Linked DNA regions of Mus musculus: regions 2, 3, 4 and 5 are each linked to region 1. A link is a contact called in public Hi-C and promoter capture Hi-C data. All regions are on one chromosome and are shown on one strand. The core of a region is the stretch at or near the end of the contact, and the rest is flanking DNA. Distances in the headings are between cores, read along the strand shown.

Region 1 (2,762 bases), core at 151-2,650:
TAGCATTTGGACAGAGAAAAGAGAATTGAAAGATCAAGGTAGCAGAACAGCACTTAATCCCAGCACCTCGGAGGCAGTGACAGGTGGATCTCTAAGAATTCCAGGCCAGCCTGGACTACGTGAGACCCTATAAAAATAAGTCTATTGTGAAGGGCAAAAAATTAAGGACAAGTGTGCTGTTCTCTCTTGGCACCTTTATTTCCAGGCCTAGCCTTTAGTTTGGACTTCGATGAACTAGGCCTAGGGTCTAGCTTTCCACCCTGTTCTTCAATATGAGGATATCTCAACTCCTCTAGTTCTCTGGAAACAAGAGCTTTCTGCCTGTACGACTGTTGTAGAAAATATGACAGCCTTCCCTTTTCAGGCATGGCCCGCCCACACCAGACAGCTAAGCCTCCTCCTTTTCCTCGGCGTTTTTGACAATGGCTGACTTTCACGTTTCTCCAGAAATAACCTCTCGAGTGTTCAGTATGAAAAGACGCACTGATCTGGCTGCAGGACTCCCACGCGCGCGCCTGTCTGTGCGAGGTGCGTGCCACCCGGCGTGTTGCCCGAGTCGGCACCAGGACTGGTCAGCTCGCGCTGCTTTTAATGGAATTTCTGACATTTGCGAGCTGCACAGATTTCATTCTTCCCACAGTTCCTCAGCCACGAATAAAGCTTAGTCACCACCCACGTTAAGCCCAGACTAAAGCTAACATAGCAGGACGGTAATTTGAAGTATAGACAAGTGCGAAGCGAGGTGTCAGCCAACCTACAGTCCGTCAGCTAGGGCCACGCGCCTCGCTCCTTTTAAGGGCCGGCAGGCGCAAGTCGGCCAACGGCTCAGCACTTCACCAATCACCGTGCTTCACGCCTCTGGTTCCGCCCCCGCACCCACATTAGCCAATCACTGAGGAGTTGCCTGCCCGCCCGCCCACCCGCCGGTAGGGCCACGCTTTTGGACCACGCAGGCGCCCCGCCGAGCAAAAGCAGACAGAATTTATTTTTAGCTCCCCGCTGAGCGGCACCTCTCCTTGGCTCCACCCTTCCAATCCCCAATAGAAGACGGAGTTTCCATTGCGTCATCGCGCGGCAGTCTGGGAGCCGTCCAGTCAGAGCTCGGGCAGGATTGTCGTAATTAAAAAGCGGCGGAAGTAGGTGGGAGGGTCATGACGCAGCGAGTTTCGGTCGTGACTTTTCCGGGGGCTTTGGGGCGTCTCCGCTTTTTCCCTTTAAAGTAAAACGTTTCCCCGACGCTCCCCCGCGCGTTCCGGGCTGGGAGGCGGCGGCGGGAGGCGGCGCAGACGGGGCCGCGCGCGGTCACGTGGGTGTGTTGTTGGGGGAGGGCCCGCGCGTTCGGTTCCGGGCGGTTGAGCGAGCTAGAGAAGGAGCGAGCGAGCGAGCGAGCGAGAGGCAGCCGCGCCCGCCGCCGTGCTCTGTATGCCGCGTTCTCCCGGCGCAGCCGCCGCCGATAGTCTGAGCCGGAGGAGCCGCCGCCGCCGCGGTTAATGTGGTTGGGTCGGGGCTGAGCAGGCCACCAAGATGCCTCAGTCCAAGTCCCGGAAGATCGCCATCCTGGGCTACCGGTCTGTGGGTGAGTGGCGGCCCGGGCGATGTCGGGGCTGAGCCCCAGGACGCGGACGCGCCTGCGAAGTTTGTGGCGGCGCGGCCATGTGGCGGGCGGGCGGGCGGCGCGCGTTTCATAACCTCCATTTTGAGTGGAGGCGGCGGCGCCTTCCCCTGTCCCCAGGCGCGGCGGACAGGTGGCGGGGCGGCAGGCCGAGGCGGCCGCGTCCTTCCCTCGGCGTAGGAGCCGCGGGCCACTGCCCGGGAGTCTTGCGGCCCGGAGCAGCCTAGTCGGATCCCCGCATCTGTCCCGCCTTCTCTAAGCACGGTCTGTCCCCACCCGTTTCCCCAATCCCACAAGCCCCGGGCATTTCAACAAAGGAAACCTCTCCTTGTGACCTTTCCATCTGCAAAGAAGTTAAGCCTTTTAAAGAAAACAGGGAAACTTCAAGACGTTTGGCTACCAAGTTTTCCGCCTCCAAGAAACCTAGACTGGACCCCTCACAGGCCAGCTAGGTAGCATCTGGCAGCCAGCACAGGGAAGAGGAGAAAGACGTCTCTAATGTGTCCTATTTTTCTTTTCCCCTTTGAGGAGAAACAAGGCCAGGCACTTGGAACCAGGCTGTTAAAGTAATTCAAAAGCCCGTTTGTTTTCCTAACACCACCACCAAGCGATTGACATACATTTAAAGTTGTTCCTAGTAATCACCTTTTTGCCGAATAGAGGTGGTCCTGGGTGGGGTGGGGAGGGAACGCGGTGTCCAGACAGTAGTATTCAGTCCATCGTGTGATACAGGACATTTGAACTTAACCACGCTGCAGGGTGAGGCTTTATTGTTTTTGACCGACCGGAACAGGGGACTGTCACGTTCATCTTTAGTGCTGTTTGAAAGATGTAACTGTCTCCAGAAAATGTGCGTTTGACAGGGACCACTGAGGAGTGGAGAGTCTGGCAGTAGAACACCTTCCCCACTGGATGGGCTCCTGCTAGGCGGTTCATTCTGCGTTCTCACCCTGCTTTCCACTGCTGGTGCCCGGCTCTGTGCTCTTTGACCAAGATCAGTCAGGGCCTGCTTACTTTTCACCTTCTCTCCTCAAGAACTGGAGAAACTCCTTAGGAAGGGAATGGAAGATCGGAGACAGTGTGACAGATGGGAGTGCCTAGAGTGGAAAGGTGACACGTGCATAGTGCAGTGCTGAGGTGTTCATAGTAG
Region 2 (2,762 bases), core at 106-2,605, 990 kb after region 1:
CCATTTTATTCCCTCTGGGCCATCTTTCCCACTATTTCCACCCCAGAAGCAAAAACTCTTAATGTTTAGAAGCAAATAGTACTGCAGGTAATAGCAGTACTCTTCCTTTAAGAAAGTGAAACATTTTCTCTGATTTCAAAACCAGAAGCAGCGTCAGATGTGTCTCCTGAGCCTGAATGAGGAAGGGAAAAATAACTCCTTACCTTAGAAGGTGGCTCATGCTGCCCTTCACTCTCGAAGGGGCTCAACAGAACCCTAACCTCTAACGGAAAGAAAACTACAACACAGGGAACTTGTTTACAAGAGCCCACAAGCCTATTTTTCCTCTAAAATGTCCTTTACCAGGCACAGTGGCTTATGTCCATAAATGCCAATACTTAGGGTCCTAGAGCACAAATATTCTCTGGGCCAGTATGACAATCTGTCTCAATAATCTAATAATCTTTTAAAAAGATTTATTTCTTCTATATGAGTGCACTGTTGCTATCTCCAGACAACACCAGAGGAGGGCATCAGATCTCATTACAGATGGTTGTGAGCCACCATGTGGTTGCTGAGAATTTAACTCGGGAACTCTAGAAGAGCTGTCAGTACTCTTAACCACTGAGTCATCTCTCCAACCATGATATTTACTTTTAATTGGTGTCTCAATCAGTCACCTCTTAAACAGGGAGGACTCCTGGGTGCTCGCTAAACACCTATACCCGGTCTTAGGAATTCCAAATCACGATTCCTAAATCATTGCTTATAAGTCACCTTGCTTAAGTGCTAATCCAGTGGCTCAGATTTCTCCCAGGACCCAAAACCCAGACAGGCTGGGTCTGTGTCAGCAGTAGGGTAATCCAGGTCCTGTAGGCAGAGGTCCCTGCTGGACTCGGTTGCAGGTATCCGCCTGAATATACCCTCAAACCTTAAAACAAATGAGCACAAAACAAAAAGCCCAGCCTTTGTGCCAAGCAGCAATTAAAGGACACGTGCGGCGGCGAGGACGCGCCTGCGTGGGCGAAATCACCCCTGCCCTTGCTGACACTGGGATTATCCTGCCTCCTGCTACTTTCCGAGCTCTGATCTCATTCGCTTCCTAAATAGTCGATGTCCCCGTCATCGGAGTCCTGGGCGGGCGGGAAGCCCCGAGTGTGCCCAGGACCCGGGCTGTCCGGACGCCGCGCCTCCATCCGAGAGGGGACAAATCCGGGCAGCGCAAGGCTGATCGCCTGTCCCACACAGAAGGGACGCGTATGGGCAGGGACCCGCGCCACGGGCGAGCGCCGTGAAAATCGCCAAGACCACGTGGCGTGGTCCTGGGACTCGCAATGGGGAGAGTACTTACCAGGAGCGCGCCGCGGCGGAAGAGCTGGGCGCCAGGGCGGGACCGAGTTTAAAACCGACCGGACATTGAGCACCGGGGCTCAGCCAACCAGAGTGGCCCAGCGCCCCTCCTGCCCGCCCCTTCCCCCGTTCCCGCCTGACTCCAGCGCCGGCCCTCACGCGCCCCCTGGCGGCACCAGAGCCACTGGCCCCGCCCGCTTCCCCAAAAAGACTTAAACTATGTCTGTCTGTGATATTTGCATGTGCTCAAAATGCCAGACATAGGTGTCAGCTTCCCTGGAGCTGGACTCACAGACAGCTGTGAGCCTCCTAAATTGAATGCTGGGAACTAAATTCAGGTCCTCTACAAGAACAGAACACTGTTTAAGCGGCAAACCATCTCTCTAGCCATGTAAAAACAAAACGTAAACCAACCAAACAGACCAAAACATCCGCCATTAAATTCCTGCTACATCCTGCCACAAGTAAGCCACCTTTTATTTCTCCTTATAGCAACAGCCCTCAAAAGAGTTGCCTACTCTTTGTGTGCTCTTGGTATGTTAAGCGTCACAGGCCACTGAGGAACTGAAAAGTAAGACACCACCATGGTACCACTTACACACTTATCAAAACGCCTGCACCCCAGACCCCACTCATCCATTGCTTGTGGGAACGCAAGAGGAGAATTCAGAAGACAGTGGTGTAAGAAGGAACCAACTGAAGCCATTTGGAACAGGCCTTAACTCAAAGTTTAAGTTCCCAAGACCTCCCTGGGTAACTGACTTCCTGCTTGGTGAGTAGAAGCATGGATGCTAGGTGAGTGCACTTCAACATGAACGCTGCAGTTGAGTCCTGTAGGAACAGAGTAAGTGCACCACAAAGACGTGCTCTTAAGGAAGTCCCCTACCCCTAAGTCCTGATTGGTGGGATAACTTAGCACAGACGTTTATGGATTTCAAGCTTAAAAGCCCCGTACCATTCTGGCTTGGGGTTGCAGTTCAGTTCCTGAGTCTCTTCTATGGCCCTGATTGATCAGCAGCAGCCCGAGTGCAATACATCTTTGTCATCTGCTTAAATACTTACTAAGATGTTCGAAGACGCAGTCAGACGGAGTCTGTGCTGCTGTTCCTAACTGGTTGATTTTTGCTGCCTAATTCAAATAAAGATCTTGCTTTGGGGGGACTCTTGAACCTGCTCGGGTTGTTTTGGATTTTTAGACCCCAACACAAGAACATATCTATAGGCACCTTAAACTGTTTCTCTATTTGTTTCTCAGTATGTGTACGTGAGTGTCTTTGTGTTTGTGCTCGTGTTGCCCATGCACGTGGAGGTCACAGGTTGGTGTTTCTTTCCCTCAATTATTCTCCACATTATTTTTTGAGACAAGTTCTATCACTGGGCGTCACTGACTCAGCTAGACTCTTCACTAGTCCTCCCCGCCCTGCAGAGGTCTC
Region 3 (2,762 bases), core at 94-2,593, 920 kb before region 1:
ACTGATTTGAGCAAGTCTAGGGAAGTCAGCAACTTCTCAAATACAGGGCAACAAAACTTCTCTATAACGTTTATTTCCAAAAGAAAAATTAGCAGAAATAGAACATGTTTTCCAGTCTGTAACCACTGCTGGTTCCGGAGCAACAAAAGGAAAGACACATCAGTAGGAGATGGACTGTAGCAAATTAGAAGACACCCCCACAAGGTTGTCAAGGAAACCAAACCAAGTATATTTTTCTACAGGAAAGAATTGCAAGAGAACATGCCACAGACTATTCGGTGACAAAGGATTACCATCCCTTGAAAAACATTTTAAGAGGCTAAATTTATTTGCAAGCTATTTATGAAGTACTTTGTCAGCAATGCCAGCAGGTACTCCCAAACTCCCAGGTTGGAGGTTTGGCTGCCACCTTCCTAAAATTAGCTAAGCCTGACAGCATAAGCCATTCTTAAGGTCTCTTCTGAAAAATTAACATCTTCAAAAAAGAAAAGAGTTATCTACTTCCCCAAAAAGGAGAGGGCTGTTTTTTTTTCAAAATGTTAGTCTTTTTTTAATGTGTGTGTGTGTGTGTGTGTGTGTGTGTGTGTGTGTGTGTGTGTTTTAAGAGCAAAGATAAGTGTATGCAAACCAAAGCAGGAGCTGGGCTAGGCTGTGCCATTTCAGAGTGGAAAAGAGCAGAGTGGGAAAGGGGACTGGGTGTCAAGTTGACATGGCACGTGTAAACATCTCCACGAGTAGGTGGTTGGTACATCAGTAGGGAAAGGTGACACGCGCGCGCGCGTGAGTGCACAGGATGAGGACAGGTGACAAGCACCCCGGGGATGGGGGGGAGAGGAACTACTCTGAGCTCTCAGGTGCAAGCCCTGCAGAGAAAGTATCTGCAGCAACATCCCGGCAAGGTGCAGCCCACCCGGTAACCCCGCAGCCTCATGCCCTCAGCACCCCATCTTCTCAGAGCCACATCCCTTAACTCTCTAAGCCCTCAGATTGAGCTCCGTCCCCCAGCTCCCACCCCACCTAAGCTCTATCCCTCAAACTCCCCAACCCCTCAGACTGAGCTCTGTCCCTCAGCACACCATCCCTCCGTGCACCATCCCTCCGCGCTCCTCCTGCCGTCTGACCCCGCGGGGAAATGGCTCCAGGACGCCCAGCGAAGCGTGAGTGGGCGCGTGGGGCGCGGCTCTTACCCGGTGCCGCAGTCAACCACGCAGGGAGGCAGCGAGCCCGCCATGCTCGGCCACGAGGCGCTCCGTCCCCACCAGCCCCAGCGTGCCCCTGGGTGCCCAGTGCCAAGGTGCCGGGTCGCAGGCAGCGCCGCTCCCCACCCAGGAGCTGCCGGGAGCCCAGAGGCTCTGCCTCGTGACGTCACTCTACAGTTGGCCAATCGGGGACGCGCACGCTCCGCCCTCTTGTCAGCCATCCTTAGTGCTGGCAGCCCGGCGTTTTAGCCTATGCATCTATCCTGCAGTGGAAGAGATTGGAGTCTATTTTTAACATGCATAAGGTGACTATGACCCCATTTGCGAGGCCTGAATTCTTTCTCTTCTCTCCTTTTTACAAATTGCAATTTTGTTTTGTTATGTTTTGTTTTCGAAACAGGGTTTCTCTGTGTAGCCCATACTGCCCTGGAACTCTTTCGGTAGGTAGTTCAGGCTAGCCCCACTTGCCTCTGCCTCCCTAGTGCTGGGATCAAAGGTGTGCCCCACCACTGCCGGCTTATCTAGCTGCAATTTTTTTTAAAGATTATTGGCTGTGTGTCTATCTGTCGCTATGTCTGCTGGTGTGTGCATGTATGTAAGAGCAGGTGCTCTTGGAAGCCAGAGGCTTAGGATCCCATGCAGCTGAAGTTATAGACAGCTGTGAATGGGCACCAGGAATCTGAATTGGGTCTCCCGGAAGAGCAGCAAGTGCTCTTCGCTGAGCCATCTCTCCAGCCCCTTTCTCCTCTTAATTCTCACTTCAATGTTCACTTTATTCTCTACCCCAACAATCTCTTGATTTTATTTCTAACACTTAAAGCTAGTTTGGGTACTTATTAGTAGATGTTCACCTCTCCTGAATTATAGGTTCTCCTAGGGCAGGGCTTCATGCTTAACACATTTGGTGCTCCGATAAAAATCACCTGAATGTTGAACGAATAAATAACCTTCACTGTAGAAAAATACTTATGACTTTCTATGATAGAGCACTGCATAATGTATCCTGGGAGAAAATCAACATATGCATAATTAGGCTTAAGGAATAAATGACCTTAGTCAATGCCACATCAATATTACTAGGAAATATTTTCTAATATCAAAGATAGGGTGATTATCCAGCATCATTGTGGAAAGGAGACTTAAGAAGGAAAACACCTACCTACTGGAAACCCCACTTGCACCCTAAATGTTAGCCTCTAAAGTTCTTGACTGTGATGCCAAAGGAACTTTCTAGAGATGTATTAATTCACTTGGTCTTTACTGGGACTTAAAGCATTGTGGATTTTCCACAGGAGAAGAATTAGATTAGTTGACCATTCTTGGGTAATTCTTTTTTTTTTTAAGATTTATTTATTTATTATATGTAAGTACACTGTAGCTGTCTTCAGACACACCAGAAGAAGGTGTCAGATCTCATTACGGGTGGTTGTGAGCCACCATGTGGTTGCTGGGATTTGAACTCGGGACCTTTGGAAAAGCAGTCAGTGCTCATACTGGTTGAGCCATCTTGCCAGCCCTTGGGTAATTCTTTCTTTCTTTCTTTTTTCCTGCATGCAAGGGAGC
Region 4 (2,762 bases), core at 75-2,574, 740 kb after region 1:
TTACCACTAGAGGTACACATCAAAGACACTTGCAATCTCAAATCATCAATTCTGTAGATCTCAAAAAGGTTACACAAAAAGAACACAAATATGAAAAGAGATGCATTTTAATAAAGAAGCCAGCCATTCACAGCTATTTCAGCATAAAAACCAGGAAAGATATAGGCATTGAAAACATAGTATCTATCCGCTACAACCAGAGCAGTGTGCCATCTTGTGAACAAAGAGAAGACTGCTGCGACCAGTGTTTGGCCTTAAGAAATCAGGAGTTGGTATCTTCCGAAATAAATCTTAAGATTCTTCTGCTGCCCATACTCACAGCAAAAGCGTCAGAAAGCCGAATTAGGTTTTTTAATCACTCAAGCTTATCTGTAGTGCTTTGTCCTCTTGAAAAACAGATTTCAGAGTCAACAAACTGACAAACATCCCCAGAATCCATAATGTGTTCTCTACCAAGTAAAACTCACGGAACCAAAAACCAACCAAGTGGTGTTCCCCTGCTTACCGGTCTATTGGAGGTTATAATCTAGTTAATTCTATCAAACACCTATCTACCGTCTCCATCGTTAAGCCGTGCCTTTCATAACCCACCTTTCAACCAAATGCTGCGGTTTCTCCAATACACGGCAAAATCAAAGACAGCACAAAGAGATCCTCTTGGTTAACAGTGGCGCCAGAACCCTTAGAAAACTGCTATTTACTGGTGACTGGCGTCGCCCTAAATGACAGGTGATTTATCAACTCGTGCCACTTGGGTGACAGGGCGGCGGGGCGGGAGCCTCCCTCCGAGAGCTCCAGATGACACCGCACGGTAAGGGAAGGCTCCAGGCCTCACGGGGAACTGGATGAGACCGGTTACACAACCGCCCCGGAGGCCCCCCGCCCGCCGCAGGAGTCCCCGTCGAGCGGGCCTCGGAAGCCCCGTGGCGGAGCAGGCCGTCAGCCAAGGCGCCGGCCCCGCCGCCAGCCTCCGCCGGACCCCTGCCCACCGCCCCGCACCGCCCCGCACCGCCCCGCACCACCCCGCACCGCCCCGCACCTGTTTCCTCATGTTGTTCATGACGCCCATGAACCCCGCCAGCAGCTTGGCTTCTTCGCGAGCCGCAAGTTTCTTCTCAGTTTTCTTCTTGCTACTCTTTTCCACGCCGGAGGTGGCCATCCTCTCTTTGCCCTCTGCGGGTTCGCGGCGACAGTTTGCCCGCCACACGCGGCAGTCTGGAGCACGGCTTCGGCGGCGGAGCTCGGAGAACTGCGGGAAAGCCGAAGGAGGACGAGACGAAGCCAACTCGGCCACGGTTGCAAGCGAAGGGAGTCCCAAGCATGCGCACTGGGTCGGGCGGGGGGGGTGCGCTCTAAGGAGGAGGGGGCGGGGCAGTGCGTCACAGCCACGCGACGCCCTAGCAACCGGCTGCGTCGCGCGGTGCGGCGTCCTCAACAGTGGGTACCCTTCGGCCTGATCCAAGCTCGCGTGTGCTTTTCTTCTACCAAAGGCCGACTTCCCAGGTTTAGATTTCGTGATGATCTATTTTGGATAATTGTGTAATAGAACAAACTAAGACGTCTCCCTATGGCGTAAGCTCCCTGAGAACAGGGTCAGTTCTTCACTGCCTTTTCAGACTGGGGCTCATTGTAGGCGCTCAGTAACTATTACAGGAAAATTGCATACTGCAAGGCAAAGGTTATTTAGGATAAGCACAAGAGTTACTTGTTTGAGATTCAGAAAGCAAAACCATTGTCCTGTCGATTTCTCCTCTCCGTGACATGCCTGCCTGTTTAGTAGGCTGTCTTTCTCATTAAAACAGATCTGGTGGGTGATGGTGGTGGTGGAGGCAGAGAGTGGTGGACTACTGAGAGAAACCCTGTCTGGGGAAAAAAACAAAATCAAAAAAACCAAAAAACTAGAGAGCAGGTGTTAGTTCCAGCCAACTTTATTGAGGTTTCCCCGGGCAGTTCTACTGGAATACAGAACTCAGTCCTAGAACTCACAGAAACATGTTCATAATGAGTTTTTTATTTTGCTGTTTAGGAATACACAGGACTGAAGTCGTTATTTCTAGTAATGAACTTTCTACATAGCCTCAGTTTTCTACCTAGATGTATGAAGAACTAGACAGAAGTTTTATGTAAAATGATCTAGACCGCTGTTGATCTAAAACAATAACTGCTTAAAAGAAAATTAAATAAATTATTTTAAGCTGCATAGGGTCAGCAATGGCCTAAAAAGGGATTGAACATATCCTGGACAGTATGTTTCTTTATAAAAGAGATTAGATAAATATATTTATCTGCAGGAGGTGGGGGAAGAAAGTTAATCAAGGCGTTTACCAGATACACTGGTGGGAGCATCAAGTTGGTGGACCACAGCACAGTGAGAAAATCCTTTTGGAAGTTTTAGACGTCATATATATATGATGCCCCCTTTCAACATGTTTTATTTAAGATAACTTTTAAATTAAATATATTCTAATCATATTTTTCCTCTCCCTCAGATCCTTCCAGATCTTCCTGTCCCTGCTCACCCAACTTTTTTTTTTTTTTTTTTAAATATATTTATTTATTTATTATATGTAAATACACTGTAGCTGTCCTCAGACACTCCAGAAGAGGGAGTCAGATCTTGTTTCGGATGGTTGTGAGCCACCATGTGGTTGCTGGGATTTGAACTCCTGACCTTCAGAAGAGCAGTCGGGTGCTCTTACCCACTGAGCCATCTCACCAGCCCTCACCCAACTTTTAAGTTGTTTGTCAAACAAACAAATCCA
Region 5 (2,762 bases), core at 150-2,649, 690 kb before region 1:
AGGAATAGAGGGGCAGAGGAATCTCTGAAATTTCAGTCAATGTGATCTATACAGGTGAGTTCCAGGCTATCTAAGGATACATGAGACCCTGTCACAGGGTGGAAATGCGTTCCATTCCTAGGTAAAAGAATAGCATGCCCACAAGTTGTCCTCTAACCTTAATGCTCTCACAGAAAAATAAAATCATACACAAACATTTTTATATATTTAAAGGCAAAGAATTCTTAACCAAATTGACTAAAGATAGGAACAGTAATTCCCTCTGGAAAATTAGCTGGCTGTAAAAAATGAGTTATAATGAAAAGACAATAACCTCACTATAAAGGCCTGTCTTGAATTTTAATTTTTTACAAGATTGGACTTCCAGTTCCTAGTAATGTACATGGTAATAAACATGAAGAAGCATTATTCAAATGTAAATGCTAATTGTTTTTATGTTTAATTTAAGCACTATTTTTTTTTTGTTTGTTTTGGTTTTTTTGAGACAGGGTTTCTCTTTTAACCATGGCTGTCCTGGAACTCACTCTGTAGACCAGGATGGCCTCAAGCACTATTTTTTTAACCAGACTTAAAATTAATAGAAGCGAAAGAATCTTCAGAGTGGGAGGGGCTTCAAGAAAGAACGACAAAAAGGCTATACAGGCTATTTTAAATGTACAAAATTTATATCTGTGTATACTGCAAATAATGTGCCTTCCAAAAAGGCTAAAATGTAAAGGCAAAACAAATTATTTCACTGATGAACCACTCATTTGGTAATGTCTTTCTTTACATTTGGGTTTTTTTTTTTAAAAATCTAGAGATACTGAATAGAAGTATTCACAAAATATCCATTGGTTAGAGTACGGTGTTCGAACGAAAATGAAAGGTTTGTAACCGGTCGTTTCGCTGTAGTACTGTAAGAAAGCTTTTAAATAATTAGTGCAGAATTCCAGCGTAGTATTGCAACCCAGCGTCTGTGGCCATGTCACCTTTAAGTGTGTGCAGTTTGGAAGAGCAGAGTTAGTTGGGTATTGTTAAAACAGCGTCGTTGTGTCGTGCGGGGACGTTCTCATCTTCTGAATGAGCGAGAGGGAGAAGGGCCCCGCCGTGGTCCCCTAAGCAGTGAGGCTCTGGGCGAATAATCGCACGGGATGCTGCGTGACAGTGGCTGGACGCCCGCGCCATTGTGAGGTCGGCGGCGCGGATCCGAACCTGTATTACTTCTCGGTGAGGCGGACTTGCGGGCCCTTGGACCGAGGTCAGCTCCGAGTGGAGAACAGGTAACTCAGGGGCCGGATCCCTCCGCGACAAGTAGTGCGCTGTGCGCTTTCCCGAGCCCACGGCGGGCGCCGGAGATCGCGGACCTGGCTCCCGGAGGATCGGCGGGCACTGGCCCGAAGGCTAGGAGACCTTCGGCAGCCCGAAGGCTGGAGCGGGCCGGCGAACGGCAGGTGTCCGCCCCGCCCCCACCCCCGCGGGCAGGAAGAGGAAGCGGTGCGGCCCGGCCCCGGGGCCACCCGCAGGGCCTCGCGGGGCGGGGGCGCCGGAGCTACAAGAAGCGCGTGACCTAGTTCGTCCCGAAGTGGACTTGACAGGTTGTCATCGCGGCTCCCCGCCCCCACTGTCTTCCGGGTCTGGCTCCTCCCCCACCCTCGAGCTCCCACTGGCCTCGCCCAAGCTGTACTCCCTGCCATTGGCTTCAAACCAGGGGCCACGCCCCAACCCAGCTCGCCCTGCCATTGGCCACGCGTCCCAGGCCGCTCTCCCAGTCATTGGCTTCGTCCCAGAGGCCCCGCCCCCAGTCTTGCTGGTCCTCGGGTTGGCCTTGCAGCGCCCCTCTTTCGGCTCGTCCTCCTATTGGCCCCTCGCGCCAGGCGCCTTGCCTCCTATGGTCCGCGGTGGATTCCAGCTGGTCACTGTTGAGTTTGTTCCCGTGGGCATTCCGGTTTCTGTCGGCTTCCCTCCCTCTTTGCTGCGTTTCTTCCTGCTTTCTTTGGGTCTGGGAGCCCGGGCCTCGATACCTGGTCCCGGTCCCAAACTCAATGTAGCAGCGATCTACATTTGCCTCTGTACCCCGCCGCACCCCGCCCCTTTCAACTCCTTCTTCCCCAGCCCCCACGCACACCGCCTTCATTCCCTCACACCTCTCCTTAAATTCGGCTGAGTGGAACAGACTTCATTTCGAAATCAGGGAGAGGGGTTAAGTGATAAACGTCAATATCAATATTAGCTGGTTTTGGTTCCAGAAAGGAACTGGACGGCCCAGATCATTCAAACATTTTGTTGTTGATGGTGGTGGGGGTAGTGCTTTTCTTTGGGTGTGTCTTAGGTTTGGAGGTTTCTTCAAACAGGATCTCACCTCTCCCTTTGTATCTCTGACTGGTTTGGAACTCGCTAGTTCCTTGGTACGGGGTTTGACTGCAGAAGCCAGAGAGGGCGGCCGCTGGGTTCCTGGAGCCGCTGGTTGTGGGCCACCTAACTTGGGGGCTCCTCTGCAGAAGGTTTCATCTCTCCACCCTGGGATTGAATTTTTTTAATTAATTTTCATTTTATGTGCATTGGTGTTTTGCCTGCCTGTATGTCTGTGTAAGGATGTTAGATTCCAGTCGGAGTTACAGTCGCAAGCTACCTTGTGGGTGCTCGGAATTGAACTAAAGTCCTCTGGAAGAGCCAGAGCTGTGAACCTGAGTCATCTTTGCAGTCCCAGGACTTAGTTCCTAAAGTGACCAAATTTGTTACTCCAAAAATAATAGGCTGCCTTTCCTGAGTAGCAGTCAAAT

What was found. Promoter capture Hi-C pulls out the DNA fragments that hold promoters and counts their contacts. Hi-C and Micro-C count contacts between places; a contact is called where the count stands out from the background.
Region 2: a Hi-C map of CD8 T cells shows a contact between it and region 1, with 8 times the contacts expected there. The contact joins the promoter of 2700038G22Rik here to the promoter of Rheb in region 1. A contact is called at or near these places in 2 of 39 promoter capture datasets (both in liver), 2 of 484 Hi-C or Micro-C datasets (B cells and CD8 T cells) and 1 of 9 other capture datasets (liver).
Region 3: a promoter capture Hi-C map of stem cell-derived epiblast-like cells shows a contact between it and region 1, with 3 times the contacts expected there. The contact joins the promoter of Actr3b here to the promoter of Rheb in region 1. A contact is called at or near these places in 4 of 39 promoter capture datasets (embryonic stem cells, pre-B cells and stem cell-derived epiblast-like cells) and 2 of 115 datasets of contacts at active chromatin or transcription factors (embryonic stem cells and forebrain).
Region 4: a Hi-C map of CD8 T cells shows a contact between it and region 1, with 2.9 times the contacts expected there. The contact joins the promoter of Klhl7 here to the promoter of Rheb in region 1. A contact is called at or near these places in 1 of 484 Hi-C or Micro-C datasets (CD8 T cells) and 1 of 115 datasets of contacts at active chromatin or transcription factors (bone marrow-derived macrophages).
Region 5: a promoter capture Hi-C map of pre-B cells shows a contact between it and region 1, with 5 times the contacts expected there. The contact joins the promoter of 1700096K18Rik here to the promoter of Rheb in region 1. A contact is called at or near these places in 6 of 39 promoter capture datasets (the 3T3-L1 cell line, the C10 cell line, the HPC-7 cell line and 3 more), 1 of 484 Hi-C or Micro-C datasets (embryonic stem cells) and 3 of 115 datasets of contacts at active chromatin or transcription factors (large pre-B cells, microglia and pancreatic cancer cells).

What each region holds. Positions count from the first base shown.
Region 1 is chr5:24,840,999-24,843,760 of GRCm38.p6, reverse strand. Rheb (Ras homolog enriched in brain) reads left to right here and starts at 1,400. Exons shown (of 8, transcript NM_053075.3): 1 at 1,400-1,576. The coding sequence starts at 1,525.
Region 2 is chr5:23,849,190-23,851,951 of GRCm38.p6, reverse strand. It overlaps 2700038G22Rik (RIKEN cDNA 2700038G22 gene), which reads right to left and starts at 1,355. Exons shown (of 4, transcript NR_045042.1): 1 at 1,331-1,355. Gm42228 (a long non-coding RNA gene) reads left to right here. Exons shown (of 2, transcript XR_880875.3): 2 at 1,822-2,498.
Region 3 is chr5:25,758,554-25,761,315 of GRCm38.p6, reverse strand. Actr3b (ARP3 actin-related protein 3B) reads right to left here and starts at 1,343. Exons shown (of 12, transcript NM_001004365.2): 1 at 1,188-1,343. The coding sequence starts at 1,231.
Region 4 is chr5:24,099,152-24,101,913 of GRCm38.p6, reverse strand. Klhl7 (kelch-like 7) reads right to left here and starts at 1,324. Exons shown (of 11, transcript NM_026448.3): 1 at 1,040-1,324. The coding sequence starts at 1,159.
Region 5 is chr5:25,528,655-25,531,416 of GRCm38.p6, reverse strand. 1700096K18Rik (RIKEN cDNA 1700096K18 gene) reads right to left here and starts at 1,399. Exons shown (of 1, transcript NR_027388.1): 1 at 1-1,399.